2 separate regions of the Urocitellus parryii genome follow, and region 2 is linked to region 1. A link is a contact called in public Hi-C data. All regions are on one chromosome and are shown on one strand. Each heading gives the region's core, a stretch centred on a gene start, on an enhancer-like site or on the middle of the called end of the contact. The rest is flanking DNA. Distances are from core to core; before and after follow the strand shown.

Evidence for each region. A called contact is a pair of places that touch in the nucleus more often than the background predicts.
Region 2: a Hi-C map of muscle shows a contact between it and region 1, with 6 times the contacts expected there. The contact joins the promoter of Spryd7 here to the promoter of Rnaseh2b in region 1. A contact is called at or near these places in 2 of 2 Hi-C or Micro-C datasets (liver and muscle).

The regions. Positions count from the first base shown.
Region 1 is chr2:36,958,079-36,963,467 of mUroPar1.hap1, reverse strand. Rnaseh2b (ribonuclease H2 subunit B) reads left to right here and starts at 2,869. Exons shown (of 9, transcript XM_077792463.1): 1 at 2,869-3,234. The coding sequence starts at 3,171.
Region 2 is chr2:37,810,991-37,816,379 of mUroPar1.hap1, reverse strand. Spryd7 (SPRY domain containing 7) reads right to left here and starts at 2,987. Exons shown (of 4, transcript XM_077792476.1): 1 at 2,784-2,987. The coding sequence starts at 2,889.

The sequences.
Region 1 (5,389 bases), core at 1,620-4,119:
CAACAGAGAGGGAGGAAGGAAGGTTAAAGGTCCAGTCTTAGCTCAGGTACTTTTTTTTTTTTAAGAGAGGGAATTTTTTTAATATTTATTGTTTAGTTTTCAGTGAACACAACATCTTTATTTTATTTTTATGTGGTGCTGAGGATCGAATCCAGCGCCCCATGCATTCCAGGCGAGCGCATTACCTCTTGAGCCACATCCCCAGCCCAACTCAGGTACTTTTTAGGTGTCCTATCATAATTATCCATTTCTCTGAACTGTGTCCTTTGTACAATGTGGGTGACCACAGGAATACTTGACCTTAGGGCTGTTTCGAGAGTTGAAACAGTCAGAGATTAGTGCAGGGCTTGGCAATGAGTATTCAAAGAGAACCACTGTAAATTTTTGGAAGATAAAGTGGTGAGTTACTAGATGCTCTCTTTCCTTCAAGGAAGTAAGGGGCTCTTACTACCTCATGAAATCAACAGGAAGACCAAGACTTCTCACTTATTCTTGGGGTCATTGTTAGCAGGAGGGGAGAGGGGATATGGAAAAGGCATTACCTAAGTGACACTTGATGGATAAGTTAAAGCCATTCCAGTGGTAATGTATAGGTAAGGGAGAACTAGCCAAGAGGTTAGTGGAGAGCTGGGGCCCTCAGCATTGGGAACACAATGTCAAGTGCTGGGTGGGACAGAAGGCAGAAACATAGGCAGTTCTTTGTGGCAGAATGTGAAGAGGACTGAGGTATGTGGGATTGTGGCTGCAGAGTCCAGCAAGGACCAGATCTTAAGGGTTGTGTTCAAAGCTTAGTACCTTGAACTTTACCTTGAGGATGACAGGGACCTAGAGTCAGTACACACACTACTACTGGTCTCCCTTTCAAGAAGGTACTTGATATGTATTAAGTGAGGGGGGGCACTTTCTTAAGTCTGTTTTGTGCTGCTATAAAAGAATACCCAAGACTGAGTAATTCATAATGAACAAAAACTTATTTGGCTCTGGATTCAGGAAGCTCGAAGTACAAAATAGGGGCTCAGCATCTGGTGAGGGCCTTTAAGCCCTCATGATCTAAACACTTCCATCAGTCCCACTTCCCAACACTTTAACATTGGGAAGTAAGTTTCCAACACATTTTTTTTTGGGGGGGGGTGTATTCAAATCATAACAAGAGACAAAAGAAATTGTTTAGAGAAGGTGCAGAGAGTTCACTATACTCTTATACCACATGAATGTGGCCCATGTGAGCCTGGGCCTTCTTTTATTTGATTTCTTCTGCCCTTCTTTTCTTGTCTCATTTACCTCCACTTTAAAGATACCCATTTTTATGTTTTACACATGACCTTAAATATGCATGTATCCTTGTAAAACATATAGTACTGGTTTTATGTATGTTTTAAATTTACCTACATAGTACTTTGCTATAAATAATTTCCTGCATCTATTTTTTTCCCCTTTGCTATAAAGCATTCATACTGTATAGGTGCATCTAGTTTGTGCCCGGTACTAATTTTTCAATTAAAAGTTTAACCCCCATTTCATGATCACAATTTCTTAAACATAATTTTTTCAAACTACTGCATAGTCCATATTGAAACATTATTTATAGTAAGTTTGAGATAATCTTAATATTGTACACTAGAGAATGGCTAACTTTAGATTAGTAGTGTGAGATCACATGCCTCCATTAACAATGACAGTGCTGGATACAATGCCTTTTTATGACAATGTTAAGTGAGAAAAGCAGACGAAATTGTCTTTATACTGTGAAAACAACCACATAAAAATACATACTCAAACAGCCAACAGCTGGAAAGGATGAGAGAAAAATGAAACCAGCTACACATGGTGGAGTGAGGGAAACATGGGTAGCATTTCTCCCTTAGCTGTTTTAGTAATCACCATGGGGATTTGGGTTTATACTACAGTGTCAGGGAAGGTCACAGCAGTACTAATCTGCTGTCTGTTCCAGAATCTGCATTAGGATGCTGTTCCTTTGGACTGGTGTCCTGCAAGTCCATTTGAGATGCGTTTGTCAGCCTGTGAGAAACAAGCTTAAAGTTAAAAATATTTTCAAATGACTTAGTTAGATCTAAGTGGTGCAGAATCCAAGTATCTTCAGGATTAAACAAGAAAAGCAAAATACATAAGAGTTATGCATATTATTCTCCCATTTGTGCAAAAAATAAACGTGAACTTGTATTGGCAAGAGAAAATTCTGGAAAAACAAGGAAATGTTGGAGATCTATAAGTGGGGCACAGAAATATTTACTGCTTTCTAAAAACCCTGTGTCGGGTACTAATTTTTCAATTAAAAGTTTAACCCCCATTTCATGGTCACGACTTCTTAAACATAATTTTTTCATAAAAAGTCATTTTTAACTCATTACAAAGAGTTTTTTAAAATAAAAAAAAATCATATTTTGCGCCCCAAACTTTTTTTTTTTTTTGTGGTGCTGGGGATTGAATCCAGGGTCTTGTGCATGGCACTTTTTTTTTTTTTAAAGTGATGAGTGCAAGCCCGATTTGAGGGCTGTGGGGGTGCATTATAAACCACCACGCACACAACATTCTGACTTTAATTCCAAAGCAGACCTAACTGATGTCAAGACACGTTCAACCAAGACTTAGAGGCCAAGTCCTCTGGGTTACAATAAGATTCGGATGTGTCAACTGTTGTCCTTAGAGCTGTTGCTCTAGGAGTCTCCCGGTCCCCACAGTGCGGTGGGCGTCTTTTGTCCTCCAGGCCCATCACTGCAGGGACCGTGGCAGCTGCACCACCTCGCAAGAGCGCCCTGACAGTCGGGCTGTGCGACTCCGCCCGCCGCCACTGCGTCCCCGGGTCGCCGCCCTCTCCGCCGCGTCACTTGTCCCTGGGGGGCGCGGCGAGCACCTACCACTGGTGGAGAAGCGCAGGGGAGAGGCGAGCGTCTCTTCCCCGGCCTCGCGCCGCTGATCCGGGCGCCTCGGCCTGGCGCTAAATTTAAAAACGAAGCGCGAGCGAGCGCAGTTTGGTCCCGGAAACGAAACCGAATTCTACCCGTGGGTCGTCTCCTGGGCTCGGCCAGTCCCTTAGCGCGCCGCGCCACCCGGAGTCGACCCTCCTCCCGCCATTTCCGGCGGGGCGCGGGGGCTGGGGCCTGTGGCTACGGGTTTGTGGCCGCGCGCGCGTCCCGGAGGAGGCGGGCGCCATGGCCACGCGCGTGGACTGCGGGGACGGGGCTCGCGCCCGGCAGCACGTATTCCTGGTTCCAGGTAAATGAGGCCGCCCGGCGCGGCAGCGGGCGGGGAGGACGCGGGGACGCGCTCCGACTGCGGAACGACGGTCCGCTCTGCGCAAACTCCGCGCGCCAACTCCCGCGGCTCCCAACCCTGCCCAGGGGGCCGGAAGGAGTTCTCCGTGACACCCCGCACCGCGTCTTGGTCACGTGTTATAGCCAGCCGCGGTTTTCAAACGTGGGAGTGACCAGGGACCCGCTCTGATCCTCCTGGATCGAGTGAGCTGGCGGGAGCCGACCCCGCCTGCAGAGGGCCAGTGGGTTCCAAGTCTCTGTGCCTGCGGTACCCTGGAGGTTCCTGCACGTGACCCCAGTTCAGCAACTGGAGTAGCATCCTCATCCTAGTGCATCGGAGACAGGGATCCGGTGGCCCGGAGTGGCCTCAGATACTGCTGTTTTTACTGGGCCTCTTACCTCGATCTGGCCTGGCATGGCCGAGCAAGAGGGAAGCTGGTTGGGGGTGATGGTTAGGCCAAGGATGGTCATAGCTCTGCAGGATAATGACCACAGTAGCCCCAGAGCCAGGCCCTTAGTCCTCCTCTCTGTGCACGGTGACAAGACATCCAGGGTATGCAGGGAAGTGGGTGGAGGAGGGATGGAAGGGTGGATAGTCGGTGCCACAGGAAGAGGGACCCTTTAAGCGGCAGAGTAAATGCTGCATACAAATGCCACATACGTATGATAGTATAACTTTGGAAAGAAGGAAAGTCCCCTGTTCATTATATTTAATGTCGAGATTTAGACTAGCAAATGCATTGTATTTTTGCAGTAAATATACACTGATATGACACAGTTACATGGCAGTAAGTCATGTAACTATACACATGTAACTATACACATGTAAATATACACTGATATGACACAGTTACATGGCAGTAAGTCAATATATTTTGCATATATGCTTAATTCTCCCACCCCTTTGTAAATAGTTATAATGTACATGCAGTAAAATATAGGGATTTTAACTGTAATTCACCTAACTTTTCATCTGTTGTGCCCCAAGTCAAGAAGTAGAACTTCTCTAGGTGCCTCCACTAGATATCCACAGTTGTCTCTGTTGACCTCTCTCACCAGAGATTAGTTTTGCCTATTTGGATACTAGCTTCCCTTCAGTTTTTGGCTTCTTTCACTCACCATTGTATCTATCAGATGTGCCTGTGTTGTGGGTACCAGTGCATTAGTTTTTTGGTTAGTTGGTTGGTTTTTTTCATTGCTGCTTCTGGTTCATGATATAAATACCCATGCTATTTGTCTCCTTTACTGAGGATGACGTTTGGATTGTTTCCAGTTTGTAACTTGTATAAGTTGTACTTCTAAGACTATACTTGTGAGGCCCTTGGTGTGGACATGGAGACTCATTTCTCTAGGGTATATACTTTGGAGTGGAATGGCTGGATCTAGGTTCTTGCATATTTATTTGGCTTTAGTAGGCACTGCCAAATGGTTTTCCAAAGTGGTTGTACCGATCTGCACTCCCACCAGCAGAGCATCAAAGTTACTGCTGCAATATTCAGGATTTTGACTGAGTCTAGCAAAGGGTTAGATGTATATACATGCTTTTCATTTAAAAAAAGAAAGAAAAAAATCCTACTTTCATTTCACTTTTGTCACATCAGTACAATTAGATGTTTAGGATAAGAACTCTAATCTTTCAGAATCAAGTGCATTGTTATTAGTATGACATGCAATTGCTGATAATAATTCGAATTTCTTATTTTGTTGTCTGTTTACTGAGTATTGACATTTTCATTCTTAAAGTGTATTTGTGCCTTCATTATATTGGACACCCCCCCCATAATTAAATATTGAACGTATTCCTGAAGGTTGAAAATTTAAAATATCTACTGATTTAAAATATCTACTGACGGGTGGTGAAGAATTTTGTCTCAGTTCCTCAGCACTGGGGAAGCTGAACAACCCTTAGGGAACTGATGATGCTGTGTGGTCAGGTGGGAGGAGAAGAGGAAGGCCTGGTTTCTGGAGCACTTAAAACTTGAGCTCCCTCCCTTCCTTCTTCCAGCTGGCCTTTAGTGCCACCTTCAGGCTCTGAGGGTACAAACAGTTTGATAGCTACAACTTGCCACAGTGGTTCTCAAACTTGAGGGCATCAGTCACCTGGGGGCCAGACCTCA
Region 2 (5,389 bases), core at 1,738-4,237, 850 kb before region 1:
AGCTTCTATAATAGATAACTTATTGTCTTGGATTTCATCTTTGCTAAGTTAATAGAAATACAAGACTTTCAAAACAATATAGTCTGCCAGGTGTTGGTGGTGCATGCCTGTAATTCCAGCAGTTTGGGAGATTAAGGCAGAAGATCCTAGCTTTGAAACCAGCCTCAGCAACTAAGGGAGGCTCTATCAACTTAGCAAGATTCCTATCTCAAAATAAAAAAAATAAAATAAAAATAAAAAAATAAAAGCAGTTCAGTGATTTAGTGCCCTTGGGTTCAATCCCTGGTACCAAAACAAAACTAAATAAAATAATATAGTCTGCTCTCAGGGTTGAAATCACAGAAACAACTCTAAACACGGTATTCTCTTATTTCAATATTATTTTTTTCTGGGCTGGGGCTGTGGTTCAGTGGTAGATCACTTGCCTGGCATGTGTGAGGCACTGGGTTCAATCCCCAGCACCACATAAAAATGAAATAAAAGTACTGTGTCCACCTACAAATAAGAAAAATACATATTTAAAAAATAATTTTTATCTCCACAGCATTCTGTTAGGCACTGAGATGTTTTATACAGAAAAATGAGTATGTTCAGAGAACATTCTGGGCTATTTGTGAATCACTGGGGAATCATTTTAAGCTTATTCCATTTCTCCTTACTAAGTAAAGAGATATTCTGTATTTGGATCTATGTGATATGTGTAGTTTTGGAAAGTCAAGTCCAGAATATCAAAGAAATACTGCCACAGAGTATGTTTTAGAAACATTAGAAATTTACCAAGCATGTAACATTCCCTTACAAGTAGTAGCCATGGGAGACATTGATTTCTAAAGTCAATCATGATTAAAAGCAGCAAATAAGGCATCAAAGAAGACATTCACAAAAACTGTGCCACAGAAATTCCAAAAGAGGAACATCATCAAAATAAGTGACTACTCTAAAGGAGGTATCATTTAGATATGATATGTAATAGACTATTTAAAAAAAAAAAATCAAAGCCAGGCAGTGAGTGGCATGTGGGAGGCTGAGGTGGGAGGATCACTTGAGCCCAGATCAGCCTGGGCAACAAAATGTGACCCCACTTGCGGGGGGTGGTTAGCCATCACATTCTTTAGGTTATCTATATAACATATACAAATACATGCATATTGGCTCATATTTTCAAATGAAGATCAACATGTGCTTGAAACTCTCATTTTTTTCAAGTTCTCCAATCAGGCTTCTTTGGGATTAGAGAACTTGAATTTACTAAAGACAGGTAAAGAAAAAACTTCCATACACATAGAAAATCTGATGATGGGATCACTCTACTATATTTGTAGCTTAAAAGGGCTGAGCAGCGTTGGGGAAGGCAAACAGTGGAATGAGTATAACCTGTTTCTCCTACATAAGACATAGGCCAGAAAAAAAGGAATGTTCTAGAGTACATTGCTGAGATTCAAAAGTCTGACACTAGAGAAAGGAAGAAGCGCTAAGGCTGCTTTAAGTTCCAGAAGCAATATATGGTTGCCCTTTAATGTATCCCCAACAGTTAAAACAATGACTGCCACTTGTCATAAAATAAACATCACTTCAGTAAATCAATAAGTGAAATGGAAATGTTTTCAGACAGGATCTGAATATCCACTGTCTATAAATACATTGATAAATAACAGATATTTATTTATATAATGAGGTTCTGCACTACATGTGAAAGATCTAAGAACTGAAAGCTCTGTAAATACCATCATACAAGGTAGTAAACAATTATCACATGTAGTATGTGCTATCGAAATATAATGGAAAACGGTTCCAGAATTATAAAGAATCTGAGCAATAGAGTTGTGTTATACATATTAAGAACTGTCTTCATTATTTGTCTTTGTTGTACAATGTACTTTACACATGAGACATAGGAAAAATTGAAAGGGCAGAAGTATATTTAGACTAAAAATTCATATTATTGTAGCTTAAAGGGGGGGCTGGGCAGCGTTGATTTTAGTATCCTAACTAAAATCATCATATTGGGAAATCTCTCTTGCTTGAACCATATATTCTAGACTATACGGAGTAGTAGGTGGTAAAAGAGGCTACGTAGGGGAGAGGAAAAATGTTAGATGAGAACTTACTGGCGGGGGGAAAAAACACTGAAGCGATGGAGCAAAGTGCTGATTTATTTTGCAATAGCCTAACCTTTTTGGATGACGCCAGTTAGATAAAATTACAGTGCTTCCAACAGTGACTAAGGGAGAATCTAGCAACGGGAGCTTTTAGTCGAAATAGCATGTTCTGACCTGAGGTGCGACTTCAGGCTTCTGCAATCTGCCTTGTTTTGACTTTGGGAGGTGAGGGTGGAATTGCTTCCAAAAAACCCCAAGCTTCATCCTATACGTGATGGGGCTAAAGTGAAACAACCGATTGTCAGGGCAGAAGACCCTAATGCATTCCGAAAGTGTGCGAGTCCTGAGAGGCGCGCCACACGCGAACGCTGTGAGGGCGCCTCCGTTCCCCTCGCCAGGGGACACCTGACACCTCAGCAGGAGGCAACTCAAGGAGCAGGTCAACACACCCACTCCCGACGCCAGCCAGGGAAGGCTGCGCAGCCTTGAACACAGCCCGGCCCGATGGAGGCGGCCAGCGACAGGCGAACTCCGCGAGACTAGAGAGAGGGTGCCGCGGCAGCGAAGCCGGGCGAGGCGGGGTCGGAAGGCTGGGCGACGCGTGGTCTCTCCGACCCCCGCCTTGCCTCCCGCCCGCCGCCCCCAGCCTGGGGCCGTTGGGTATGGGAAAGCGAGGGCCCTTACCCATGTGCTGCGTGTCCAGCTGCACAGCCGGCATCTCCTTCAGAGGGATGTGGCCCGTCCCGCCGTCTCTGCAGCACCGCAGGCAGCACAAAACCGAAGCGGCCATCGCGCAGGGACCACCGCTCCGTCGCCGCCACCGCCCCTATACCGCGGCGACACCGCCCCTCACCGTGCCGCCCCGCCTTCTGTCCCCGCCCGAGCGCAAGCGGCGTGTGGGGCGCAGAAGCTGGCACAGCGACGCCCCTGGCCGGGAGGCGCAGCGCAGGCTGATGCTAGCCGGGCCTGGAAGGAGTGGAGGATAGGCAGCCTGGGCCGGGGAGGTGGGCGGAGTTAGTGGCGTGAATGGATGGAAGAGGGCGTGGCGGGCGGGCGGGAGGCGGTGTGCGCCTGCGCACCGGGTGGGCGGCTTCACGCCCACCCCTAACGTTGACCGGTGAGGCTGTCCCTCTGCACTGTCGCGGTTTCTTGCATGAGTTATTTTTTTTCTGTTCTTTTTTTTTTTTTTTTTTTTAAGATGGGGTCTCGCTGTATTGCCAGACTGGTCTTGAATTCTTAGGCTCCCGCGATCCTCCTGCCTCAGTCTCCTGTGTAGCTGAGACTATAGGCGCGCGCTCTCCGCCGGGTTGGATGTCATGTTTTTAAAACTGTGCCTTTTTGCTCCACCATTATTTAACGCGCGGATTGACAGAAGCAGGCCAGGAGTATGGGGAGCTATTCAGAGTGACCTCCGAGGTTTCCCTTGTTCACCCAGGCCTGAGCAAGCTGTGCCTCCTAGGAGAGTCTACGTACTTCTCCAGGGGTTGGTTTCTGAAGAATTTCCGAATATGCTAACTGACGCACACGGGTGCCAGGAGAAAATGTCTTTTGGTGATTGCACTGTGGAGTACAAGCGGGGCCCCGCTGCATTTTAGGTACAGAGACGTACACGTATATTCCCTGTCCGTTGGTGCTGCGTGATCCGGGGCGCCCTAGGAGAGGATCCAGTGGTCGCTGCGGGAGGGCGACTCTCGACGGGTCTCTTCCAAGCACAGGTGCATTGAGGATTCCAAGTGAAGTGAATCCTGGAAGCTGTGGGAAGGCTACTTGGACCCCTATGGAACCCCTATGTACCTACCGTCGCTCGTTCTACTCCTTTTTTAAAAAAAAATTAATTAATTTGTCTTACTTAGGTATATATGACAGAAGAATGCATTTTGATTCATTTTACACAAATGCAGCACAACTTTTCATTTCTCTGGTTGTATGCCACGTAGAGTCCTACCATATGTGCAGTCATACCTGTACTTCGGGTAATGATGTCCATCTCATTCCACCATCTTTCCTGCTCCCATACCCCCTGCTCCCATGTCCCCTCCCCGTCCCTCTCTCCCCTTTGCCAATCACAGTTCCTCCATTTTTTTTCCCATTCCCCTCCACCCCATTATGGATCAGCATCCACTTTTCTTCCAAGTAGAAGGCCACGTGGCTGTCACTTGTCATCTCCTTCCCCCTTAGACCATTCTTCTATGGTAGATTTTACACCTTCATATACCATAAAAACCACTAAAGAAAATCCTGAGCATGATGATGAACTACACTCTGATATACCATTTGGCGTCTGGAGATGATCTGGGAAGGCCTCTAGAATTAACTGAGCTCAAATACCTATTCCCAGATCAGGTTTCCATCCTAAAGGCCTCCCTGGGGCTCATCAAGACCTAGGCAAGGAACAGCACATAAATTTCCATTACTTAAGTAATGGATACCTGTACATAACTTTTTAGTCACCTGAGTACAAATATCCTTTATGGAGGATTTTTATCCATTGAATAAGGAAAATTTTCAGGCTCCTGAGTCTGTTTTCTCCATATAAAAATGATGTTTTTGTTACAGTACTAAGGAAAATTTCCCAAGTTTTGTACTTTGAGGTTTAGTTCCCATAGGATTAATTGCCAAACAGATTGAGGGTTCTCTCTCCACCCCAACACTCTGCCTATGAAGTATGTTTCTTGGTAATCATTTTACACATGAATTTTTCTTTTCCTGAAAACCTTGACCTTTCTAGAAATTTAGTGATACAGTTTTTTTTTTTTCTTCTTCCAGGGGAGAAGGGTACTTCATAGAATGTTGGAGATGTTTCTGCCTTTGTACTAGGAGGTAGGCAGTCTTTTCACATATTTATCTAACTGAATTTTTGCAAGTTTTGAAGATCAGTACTATCCTTATTTTATAGTTGAAGAAATAGGCTTAGAGGAATTAAATAACTTATGCATCTTCAGATGAGTGAGAAATATACCAGGTAGGATTCAGAACTCACTAGCCTGACTCCTAAGCCTTTGTTCCATCAGATAATGCTGCTTCTCAAATTCTCAAGTTCTAACTTGTAAATCTCCATGCTCCATAAAACAGTCATCACTTGTATATAGACAATATATAAAACAAAATTAGTTGTAAGGTAAAAAATTTTGTTTGGAACTTTTATTAAAAGTAGTATATACATTAAGTAGGTAATAAACATTTAGGCCATTCAGGTCAGTAACATCTTCAGTGAAAAACCAGAATAGTAGATGGCTGTGAATTAGCCCTTAACGTAGAGAGGCAGAAGTGCCATAGTCTTTTCTGTCTGG